Linked DNA regions of Danio rerio: region 2 is linked to region 1. The links are chromatin contacts, called in public Hi-C maps. All regions are on one chromosome and are shown on one strand. Each heading gives the region's core, a stretch centred on a gene start, on an enhancer-like site or on the middle of the called end of the contact. The rest is flanking DNA. Distances are from core to core; before and after follow the strand shown. Region 1 holds the start of LOC137488814 (a long non-coding RNA gene). Region 2 has its middle 12 kb from the start of zbtb16a.

What was found. A called contact is a pair of places that touch in the nucleus more often than the background predicts.
Region 2: a Hi-C map of embryo shows a contact between it and region 1, with 1.7 times the contacts expected there. The contact joins two enhancer-like sites. A contact is called at or near these places in 5 of 18 Hi-C or Micro-C datasets (caudal fin, embryo, fibroblasts and 1 more) and 3 of 4 datasets of contacts at active chromatin or transcription factors (caudal fin, embryo and gastrula embryo).

Annotation. Positions count from the first base shown.
Region 1 is chr21:24,593,570-24,599,291 of GRCz12tu, forward strand. It overlaps LOC137488814 (a long non-coding RNA gene), which reads right to left and starts at 5,056. Exons shown (of 5, transcript XR_012396780.1): 1 at 4,969-5,056; 2 at 1,341-1,396. Within about 2 kb of position 2,267, at least 6 of the 62 cell types and tissues checked have an H3K27ac peak or open chromatin away from gene starts, as enhancers often do.
Region 2 is chr21:24,757,536-24,763,257 of GRCz12tu, forward strand. No RefSeq gene overlaps it. Among named protein-coding and RNA genes, the nearest start is that of zbtb16a, 12 kb to the left of the region's middle. Within about 2 kb of position 1,331, at least 7 of the 62 cell types and tissues checked have an H3K27ac peak or open chromatin away from gene starts, as enhancers often do.

The DNA.
Region 1 (5,722 bases), core at 1,017-3,516:
TAGCACTGTCACCTCACAGCAAGAAGGTCGCTGGTTCGAGTCTCGGCTGGGCCAATTAGCATTTAGCGTGGACTTTCCATGTTCTCCCCGTGTTCGTACCCCTATAGTCCAAAGACAAGCGCTAAAGTGAATTGGGTAAGCTAAATTGTCCGTAGTGTATGTGTAAATGAGTGTGTATGGGTATTTCCCAATACTGGGTTGCATGCTGGAAGGGCATACGCTGCGTAAAACATATGCTGGAATAGTTGGCGGTCCATTCCGGTGTGGCGACATAGGAAATAGAAACTAAGCCAAAGGAAAATGAATGAATGACACCGTCTTTAAGCTACAAACTTTTAATTTATTGTTCCCAAATGGCTTAAACAGGCTTGAAATGCTTACACAGTCACAGGCCTTAAAAACACATGCAAATAATTAACCTTCATTCTAAGGTTAACATTTAAAAAGACTCCACTAAGTTGTTACTGTAATGTCTGGTAGGGCTGGGCCGATAAACGATATTATATCGAATATATTTACTCTATATTAAAGTGTCAATCACAAAGCAGAAATGTGTAACAATGGGAATTTAAAAGTGTGTTGATATAAGAGATGTACCGAATTTTTAGCCACAGAAGGTTTATCAGCTGAAAATGTTGTCATTTAATGGACCCTCTAATTTTTGTGGCTTCAGTCATTCTTGGGGTGCTCTTTTAAATCTGGAAGCATTTACTTATTTTGAAATATATGTCGTTATCATTCAATATGGAAAATAATTATCGAGGTTGCATTTTTGCCATATCGCTCAGCCCTAACGTCTGGTCAACTATAATCCTGACTATATTGCAGATCCTTACGATGTGAGTAGGCTACTGCAGACTCGCACATTGCGATATGAATGCAGTGAAACGATATATTGTGAAGCCCTAATTCATTTATTTAAATTGTTGAGTGTTTTTTTTTATTGATATTTATAATATGTTGATTATTTTAAACTTATTTGTACATTTTGTATGCTTTATCTGTAAACATTCCCACCTTAATGCTGCCTAAAGGCCCTCAGTTTGATACCTCCTGAACTTGGCCATGTTAACATATCTGTAAATGCTGAAAACAAATAATTAAAGACGTAATCACTGAAACAACAATCTATCCTTAAGGTTCAATTGTAAATTCTCTGTGTGATACTATGAAAAGTAATGCTGTCTTGTTCTCCAAATGAGCACATCCTGTAAAGTGTGTGTCTTGAGAAGATGTTTGAGTGTGTGTCTATATTGTGTTCCCTTCTCTTGCAGCCCAAGGCCGGCTGAGGATTAGTCGTTGCCTGTGACACTAAATGTACTAATTGTAAAGATTTTCACCTCACTGGGAATGCACTCAGCAGGCCTGGGGTGATTGGATAAATGCCATCGACACCCTACATAATTAAAGAAAAAAAAAATCAGTTAGACAGTAAATGGGAGCATTGATCCCAATACAATCAATGCGTCTACATCTCTCCATCCTGCTGCCTCTGCTATCCTCACCACAGTCCTGATTTAGTCAGATTGATGTTTTGATAGAATAAATGTCGTATTATGATGATAATATGATCATTATTACACATCCATAAGCTCTTGATGTTTGCGCTAGGGTTTGACCAGCAGAGGGCTTCTAAGGCCATGTAATGCATTTAAAGGGATAGTGCCACCAAAAATGAACATTTACTTACAATTTTGATCAAGTCAAGTGGTTAAAAACATTTAAGAGCTTCTTTTTTATGTTGAACACAAAATAATATATTTCAAAGCAAGCTACAAACCTAAACATTAGCATCCATAGTAGGAAAAACAAATGGAAGTCGACGGCTTTCTTTAAAATGTCTTCTTTTGTGTTCATCAGAAGAAAGAAACTCAAACATGTTTGAAACAAGTGAGTAAACCATGACAGAATTTTCAGTTTTGCTGGAACTTTCCCTTTAAGGCACTGTTAACGTATAAGGAGTTTCCCTGCTATCTGTAGTATTAAATACAGAAATGCACACAATCAGATTCTAGTGCAACAGGAATTTTACTATCAACCAAGAATGCAATGCTGGCAGCCTGAAGTCGGCAGTGTAATTCCTGAAGGCTGGTCGCAGTCATAACAAATGGCTTCAAGTGGCATTTGTGGGCCGTTTCTTGTTTTGCAAATTCATCTGCTGGAGGTCGAGCATTGGGCCCGTTTGCACCCGCAGGCACGGCTTAGCTGGAAACACAATCGAAGGGATTTGGGAAGAACACGTCCACCATTCAGTCCTTCACTGTCTAAACTTCCCTTGTCCATTAGATCATATCTGGGTCAAAGAGCAACTAAAGATGGGACGCCCTGTGCACAGCACAAAAGCTATTCACACAGAGAGGGTCACAGGACCTTTCGGCGGAAAAACTGGCGGATTTTGGTGCCAGCAGAATCATTGTCACCCCTTAATGATGCTGCTTCTCGTTCTAAGGCGAATATACAATCTGAACCCTGCTGTCTTTCTCAGACGATCATTAAAAAAATCTGTTTCATCTTAAGAGATAGAACTAATTAAAAGACTCATTAACTCGGCGCACCGAGGTAGCATTGTGTGCTTTATATGAGCCACATTATTTCCAAAGATAGTTAGATGGTGAAAAAAGGGATAAGGGTGTTTCATTAGACACTGTAAAGTTGCTGTCACATTAAGTGGAATTGGTGTACAATCACATATTTTTGGTAAGGAAATGGTCCATTACCAGTGGTAGCTAATGATTTTAAACTGAAGTCACTTCAGACCGTTTCACAGCAAAGCTGCAAACATAAATTCCATGTGAAATCAAAATTGACAACATTTATTTTACTAGCACACATTGTTATTCTTTAGGTGAATGATTATTCAGTTAATCCACTGAAAGACATCTTCAATCAAAGTCTGACCATTTGCTTAAGAGTTTGGAGTGGTGGTCCTTGGAGTGGCAAAGTAACCACGCCTAAACAAAAATGTCTAATCAGCAACTCAATACATTTAGGCATGTAGCCATGGTCAAGACGATCTGCTGCAGTTCAAACCGAGCATCAGAATGGGGAAGAAAGGTGATTTAAGTGACTTCAAATGGTTGTTGGTGCCAGACAGGCTGGTCTGAGTATTTCAGAAACTGCTGATCTACTAGGATTTTCACGTACAACCATCTCTAGGTTTTACAGATATTGGTCCGAAAAAGAAAGAATATCCAGTGAGCAGCAACTCTGTGGGCGCAAATGCCTTGTTGATGGCAGAGGTTAGAGAAGAATGGCCAGACTGGTTTTAGCTAATAGAAAGGCAACATTAACTCAAATAACCACTAGTTACAATCTAGGCATGCAGAAGAGCATCTCTGAATGCACAACATGTCGAGCCTTGTTGCTGACCATGTCCATCCCTTAATGACCAGTGTATCCATCTTCTGATGGCTACTTAAAGCAGGATATGTTATAAAGTGTAAATTATCTTACTGGTTTTCTTGAACATGACAATGAGTTCACTGCACTTAAATGGCCTCCACAGTCCCCAGATCTCAATCCATGTGGTGATATGGGAGATTCACATTATGGATGTGGAGCCGAAAAATCTGCAGCAACTGCGTGATGCTATCATGTCAATATGGAGCAAAATCTCTGAGGAATATTTCCAGTACCTTGTTGAATCTATGCCACGAAGGATTAAGGAAGTTCTGAATGCAAAAGGGAGTCCAACCTGGTACTAGTAGTAAGGTGTACCTAATAAAGTGACAAGTGAGTTTATAGCAACAAAACTTATGCAATAATAAATGATATTATTACCATTTTAAGACCATTTTGACACTGTAATAACATCATAATGCAAGTACACTCTTCCAAAGAACACATAATATTTTATTCCTTAGAATATTTCATTTAATCAGTCATTTTAACAATTTAATAAATTGGCAGTCATTACTGAAGCCAAATCTCGAATTTATCAAACATATAACTTACAATAGCCGTCCAAAAACTAGTACAGTCTAATTTTTTATATTATAGAAAAATATTAAAAACGATTTAAAAAAACAAAGTAGAAAAATCAAAAGCAAAAAAAAAAAAAAAAAAAACGTAAAAATTTAGTTGCAATACTTTGTTTAATTTTTATTTGTATATTTCAATTCCTAAATATGTTTGGTGACTAAAATATTATTTTAATAAATGTTTAGTAAATCTGTTTTATTTAAATAATGGATGCAAATATTCATTTTTTTAAAATACCGTGTACTCAATTATGCTGAGCACTGTATGACTGTTCAGACGGAAAGAAACTAAAACAAAACAACACAAGATTTGGGGCTGCTTTTCATTTTGTCTAAATGTTTAGTCTGAAGTGTAAAATATAAGCTCGCAATTCATATATATTTACGCAGAAGTTTATCCAAAGCTTTCATATGCCCCATGAGGGTTTACATAAAACAGTTGAGCAACTCAATGTTAATTTTTAACTGCACTAAACCAGCAGTGTACTAAAAAAGTATTTTTCTCACATAAAAAACAAGAACTACAAAAGCTGACAAGCAACACTAAATTAGTGTTAAATACTCAGATTTTGTCAAATACTAATGCGCAATATGGAGAGACAAAAAATCTGGAGGACACAGTGGAAATCTCCATAATGAAGGGATAATAAAGGGGTAGTTCACCAAAAAATATTTCTGCAATTATTGAACTTTTTCTAAACCTGTTTGTTTTCTTATTTCTGTTGAAAACAAAAGATATCTTCAACAAATGTAGTAACATCTAATCATTTTCCATGGTAAGACAAACACTGTACGTAGTAACAGGTTTCCAGCATTTCTCAAAATTGCTAGAAAAACGAAGAATGTACAATGTAAATGTACAATGCCAAAATGTAATAAGGGTTTCTGTACAATTTTAGCAATGTATTCAATAGGCCTATATGACTTAAAACGTTCATTTATGATCACCTCGATATGTTCTCAATTAATAACACGCAAAATAGCCTACCTATGACGATCAGAAAACATGGCACTCATGACAGCAGTTTTGGTTGTGCGTGTAGGGCTGACATGCTGTATCCCAACACTGGCAGATGTTTACAATAATTCAACATGATCATAACTCAAACACATACACACGCGCGCGCGCGCACACAGTGCATGTTAGACAGATACAATACCAGAGGGAGCATTAGCATAGCAGCGAATTGCCATTATTTGCTCAGATGGTTCCCGGCATTAACACACACAGAGCTCCATGTAATGAACACAGGCAGACTCTCTAAAGCACTGAGGTTTGTATTCTCAGCTTGTCTCCCCTCAGAATAAAAGAGAAGCAGAGGCTGCTTTTGTTTCAGTCTATTTCCCTCCGAATAGTAATGAGCAGGCAGTGAAGACAGAACTTGTTTTCTTAACGATACTCTACCTGTGTGACTCCAGATTTTAAAGATTTATCGGATAATGTATTCACATCAAGTTCAGTCTTGCCGTCTCGTTTGTCTGCCTGCTCTCTCTAACGTTAAACTTGTCAAACATAGGCTACATGTCACTCTCTCAGCTGCAGGTGGTGCTAACTGCACTATATTCACAACGCACTGGCCATAGCTTTTTAGTAGCCTACTCACATTCATTAATTTATTTTCAAACAATAAAGCTGGATCCGACAAATCAGTGGCTAAAGTTAAACGTAACTACCTCACCTTGTTTATCGAGTCCAGGATTTTTGTGTACAACAGCTTCATGAAGTAGCAGATCATCTCAGA
Region 2 (5,722 bases), core at 81-2,580, 160 kb after region 1:
TTTATTAATCTGGGGTCACCACAGCAGAATAAACCGCCAACTTCTCCAGCATATGTTTTATGCAGCGGATGCCCTTCCAGCTGCAACCCATCACTGGGAAACACCCATACACTCATTCACACAAAAACACAATTTAACTTACCCAATTCACCTATAGCATGTCTTTGAAGTACCTGGAGGAAACACACAAACACGCAGAGAACATTCAAACTCCACAATGAAGTGCCAACTGGCCCACATGCCACTTATGTAGGCCTAAACACACACAATTTCAGTTACCACCATTCTCTCAAATAGCATAAGTTGATAAACTGTCCTCAATCATGTTCCATTTCAGACCTGTCTCACTCTAATCTTCCATCTTCTTTCCTTCATCATCACCAACTCATCTTATCCTAATGACTGTTAATACCAAATGAACTGAATCTGTGAGGCACTGTGGGTCACCTCAATATTTCATACAGTGTGTGGTCATTAATCACACAAGCTATAAATAGAAAAACTTCTCTTGATTACAATGATTTAAAAATCGGTAGTAAAACTGATTAATTTTATCACGGGCCAAGACACCATCGCTATAATGAATGAAGAATCCCTGTACTGTAGGACTTTCTGCTGTATTTGAATTGTCAATAGTGATAAAAATGACATGTGCTGTCCATCATATCCGCATTTTGTCCATCAGGTTTGTGGGTGGCTTGCTTCCTTTAATAGGACCGGCCTGGGCCCTTAACCAGAGTGTTCTAATGAATACTAACCCCTTTTAAAAGGAGCTTCCCTGCAGTTTCCATTGGGTGGAAATTTTATCAACTTTCTTTCAGGTCTGAAGCTGCTTAGAGAGACTATTGTCCCTCTGTTGAACAAGACCTGGACACTCAATACAGTTTAAACAATGCCAATGATGATTAATGACAGGCCTGTCAAACAAAGCGTGCTGACTAAGGCTCGAGCTCACAGCAATCCTGTGTCTGAAGCAAATCAAAAACACACACTCCATCATTCAAAGCCTCAAATAGGAGGTTAAATATATACTAGCATGAAAGAGCTCTAAGCAGCGGAGACCGGTGCCTGATTTTTAAACTATTACACTGAGATGGAGTGTATTTTGTGCTTACACTCGCTAATTGGAATGAAATGAAACACATGCGATGAAATTCGACAGTATTTATTTTTCGCAAACAACACGTCCTGGAGCTTTTCAAAAGGGCAACAAGGAAAACTGTTTGTTATTTGTAGAGATAAACATTTGCGATGACGTCTGTCGTAGAATGCCTTTCCTCTGTGTAACAGTAGGGATGCAGGAGGGGAGCCCGGGGCCTCCGTTGAGATCCAAAGAGCCCTGCTGACCCTGCCTGCTGCACCTCTGCGCTACACAGCACCATACAGCTGCCTTTCATTCAGCCAAAGAAAAAGGCCACTTTTTTCTCCTTCCCTGCTCTCTAAGTGTAAGACCCCAGCTGTCCTCAGTCAAGCAGAATTCCAAGTTTCCCTCCAAAAAAAAAAAAATTTGCTCATTGTCCATCCTGGAGGTGGCCAAACCCTCCTCTCCATAGTGCTTAACCACTGGACCGGGCGCAAACAACAGAGTAATCATATTACAGTGTCCCTGGGAAAAAAGGGACTGCTATCCGCAGGGAATCTCCTGTGGATAATCCCTGCAAGGCCGCTGCTTTTCTTCTCCAGTGCCGAGTCCACCTTTCACAGCGGTTTTGGAGGCACACAGGCCTTTAACCGCTCAAGGATATCGGCTTCATGCCTCTCCTCCTGCATATCCCCTCCAATCGACATCAAAAATTCCAGCAGAGAATGGAGTATCTGGTATTTCACACCACCTTTCTCATTTGCTCAATTTTATTTTGGTACCTTCATTACCTCACCTTCTTTATTCCGCGGATCCTCATTTTCTTTGCCCCTATGACTGCCGACATGATTGCCGTTATTGTAAATAATTAATAAGCTGTAATATATCACCTCTAATTAAACATATTAGTCAGCCGAGTCTTGTAGATTTACTACCCCGAGTCTGTGTCCAGTGATATTCAAATGCGCCTCGTTCCCATCAATAATGCAAATAGATGCACTATAAACATTTCTCACTGTACAGTAGCTGCTGCTGCAGCCCACGGGAGCGTTTGAACATAATTTAGAATTAACATCATTAGCATTCACTTTAATTCGCACTGTAGGTCTGCAATGGAAATCATTATCTGCACAGATAAAAATAAAAACTGTAAATCTTATTATGCAACAATACTCCTTCAACTTGACTGGGTGAAATGCGCTGATGTAGCAGGGCTGGGACTTTCCACAATTTGTTGTCTGTGTTTTCATGCTCCTTCAGTCTGTGTATAATTGATCGGAATTTTTAGTTTCTGCAAGTTGCACTGATATAGCAGTAATGGGGTATATGCACACAGACCTTTATTTCCGGTGAATTGTGATCCCATACAAAATCACTGCGTTTTTTCTTCAAAATACAGAGATCATCACTGCCCGGCTGAGATAAGATATATAGTGGGTCTCAGACCGAACAAGAAGCACTGCATTAAATTCTGTTTTTCTGTGCCATGTCTTTAAAATATGGAAATTAATTTTACCCCAGTATTTTCAATGGAGTTTTTGCACTAGCCTTCTAATCACGGCGCATGCATTCAAACGGTCTTTCATCTCTGTTTATGCTGTAACTACCAAATAGATGCTTAGGTCTATTTAACTAATTATATTTGAATTACATTAAGACATCAATGCAAAACCTTATGAAATTGAAAATAGTCAAATCAAGCTTTCACCGAAAGTCCATCATTGGATGAAAAATACTAACGGTGCGTATAACCTATTGGGGAAAATTAACTGCCCTTCAATTATTGTTTCATCCAACTCATAAAAAAAAAAAAAAATGATAATCTATTCAAAAATAATGATTTATTCAAACACAATTTATTCAAGTAACCAAAAAGTGACTGTCCTTATAATCATTATCTTATTCACGACCTTAATTGATTCATTGTGACTGTCCTTATAATCGTTATCTTATTTACTACCCTAATTGATTCATTAAAAATATTGATTCATTCAGGAACTAAGAAAGTGACGGTCCTTTCAAGTCAGGTATCTGAATCATTCACTCAATCAACAACACAAAAAATAGTTAATTCAGGAACTCTGTTAATTCAGTTAATTCTGACTGAAGCGACTGCCCCTATAATTGTGTCATCTGAATCATTCATTCAATTAATTTGTTCAAAACACAGATTCATTCAGGAATTCTGTCCTTCTACGTGGGTCATTTGAAACATTAACTAAACATATTAAACAATAATTAAAAAATGGTTTTAAACATTACTTAGAAAACAAAACAAGTGACTCCCTATTAGCAAGAAATCATTGAGCAATGGTTCTCCTTAAAAGTGAGTCATTTGAAATATTCACTCAATCGACTGGTTCAAAACACTGATTCTTTCAGGAATTAAATAATTGACTATGCTTATGCCAAGTTTGGACTCCATGATTTTAGCCCCGATTCTGACTCGCCAACAGGTTTTGAGAAATCTCTAACAAATGGTTGAAATCAAAGGCAAATCAGTGCTTGTTCACAAGAGTAACAATCACAGAGTATGAATTATCAAAGAGGTGATCTGAGAGAATCGCCGATGAGTCGCAGACACATGAGATATTTGGCATGCTAAATATCTAGAGCTGTTGGCGATTCATATCATGCCATGTGAATTGTGTTCGGATTGAAAACTGCATTAGCGATCACCAACAGCCAATGAGAGAACAGCATCTGCTAGTATGGATATCTGCAGGCCAGCAGGAAGTTGGGGGAGAAGTTAAGTGTGCTCATTTTCAGTTTATTTGGACCCATAAAATGGAGAAAAAACTGGTGTAAATATGGCAGCAGCACTCATGTCTGTTTGACATGTCATCTGAGCAATATCACAAACAGGTCGAAAAAGAAAGCAAGTTGAGGAGAAATTGCTAATTCCCTTCAAAGACAGGTGTGTAAAATAAGTACATTTTCTACTCCACTAAAAGCTTCTTTCTCATTATGTAGTTAATAACAAATGATATACTATGTGACCTCACGTTCTTTCCATGATACTTCTCATGGCTTCTTGCAGTGTAAACACATCACCAATGGTACTCTAGCCCAGACAGTCATGCCGTGTGAAAACGTGACACGACTACTTTGAAAATTGTGCAGTCTGAGCTCGGAATTATAGATGTGTCATCTGATTAATTCACTCAACCAATTGGTTTAAAATACTCATTCAAAAACAGAACAGATGATTGTTCTTATACTCTAAGTGTATCATTTGACTATTTGAGTCAACAAATAGTTCAATAACATTGATTCATTGATGAAATAAAAAGATGGTGTTTACAGTTGGGTTATACAGTATGAACCATTCAATCAACTGCTTTTTTGGGGGGTCATTTGGACTAAAATGAGGCATTTATCATTCACCCAACGAATTCCTTCAAAATCATTTTTTATTAAAACAAGTGACTGCATGTTATTGTAATTGAGAAATTGGAATCATTCGGCCATGTAGTCTCTTCAAAAACAGAAGCTTATGTAAACACAATTTCGCAAAGTATAATAATTGTGTAAAACATTAAATCAAGCTATTTGGATTTCATAAATAGACCATTTTTTAAAATAATGAAATATTTCATAAATGGAGCATCTTTATGTATGTATTTATTTACTTTTTATGACTTACACAAGTGACAATCTTTTTTAAGTGAATAATTTAAAATTACATCTAAAAATTTGATTCATTCAGGAACAAAACCACACCATTGTATGCTGTTTGGAGTCAAGGTAATTCATTTTAAACTATTTTATTGGCATCACAAAAACAAATAAAGTAACAGTCAACAAAATTATGTAAAATTAATGCTAAATATCAATGTCTTGCTTACTGAACTGTTGTTATTTGATCTATTCTTACTAACAAAGTGTTTATGTCAAATGGTTGGTTATATTAAAGTTATACCTGGAGAGAAATAAAAGCAACCAGCAAATCCTGCTGGGCTCATGTATAGAGAAGAGGCTAATTTAAAAGAAACCCCTGCTTGCTATTTTTCCTGGGTACCAGCTGGTCTTCTAACAGATGTTGAACACGCCATTTAACATAGATACTATATATCAAAGTATACAGCACTGTCTCTGGTTTCTGTTTGAGTTATGACTTCTGCAGCACTGTCAGCGGATTGCAAGCTGTAATGATTGACTGCCTATACGGCACGCTGATTTATAATAGCAGATTTGTCAAAATGGACTTTAAAACTCCGAATTACAACAGTCTTTCCCAGACCGACATGCATTCTCAAGCTAAGATTGAAGTCTCTGTGGTTGCAAGGGAATTTTGTTGGGTTAAAAGGTGATGGTCGTTCTCAGTTCCCTCAGAGAACCGGGGTGACTTTGAGGACCATCGACGTGGATGAGCTGGAATGAAAAATAGAAGCGAATAATTCCGAACGCAGTGACAGGAGAGTGATTTAGGAGACGGAGGAGGATCCGAAGCAGAATGTTCTCAACTGGAATGCACATTGGCTTTCACAGCATGGGCCTGGGCAGGCAGTCAAAACCAAACACAAACTCCAAGCAACTAGCAGAGTCACTTCCAACACACGGGTCAGACTGAAATACATCATTTAGTCCTCCTATTACCTATAAATACAGAGGATAATTTATATGCTGGAGGTCAAACTG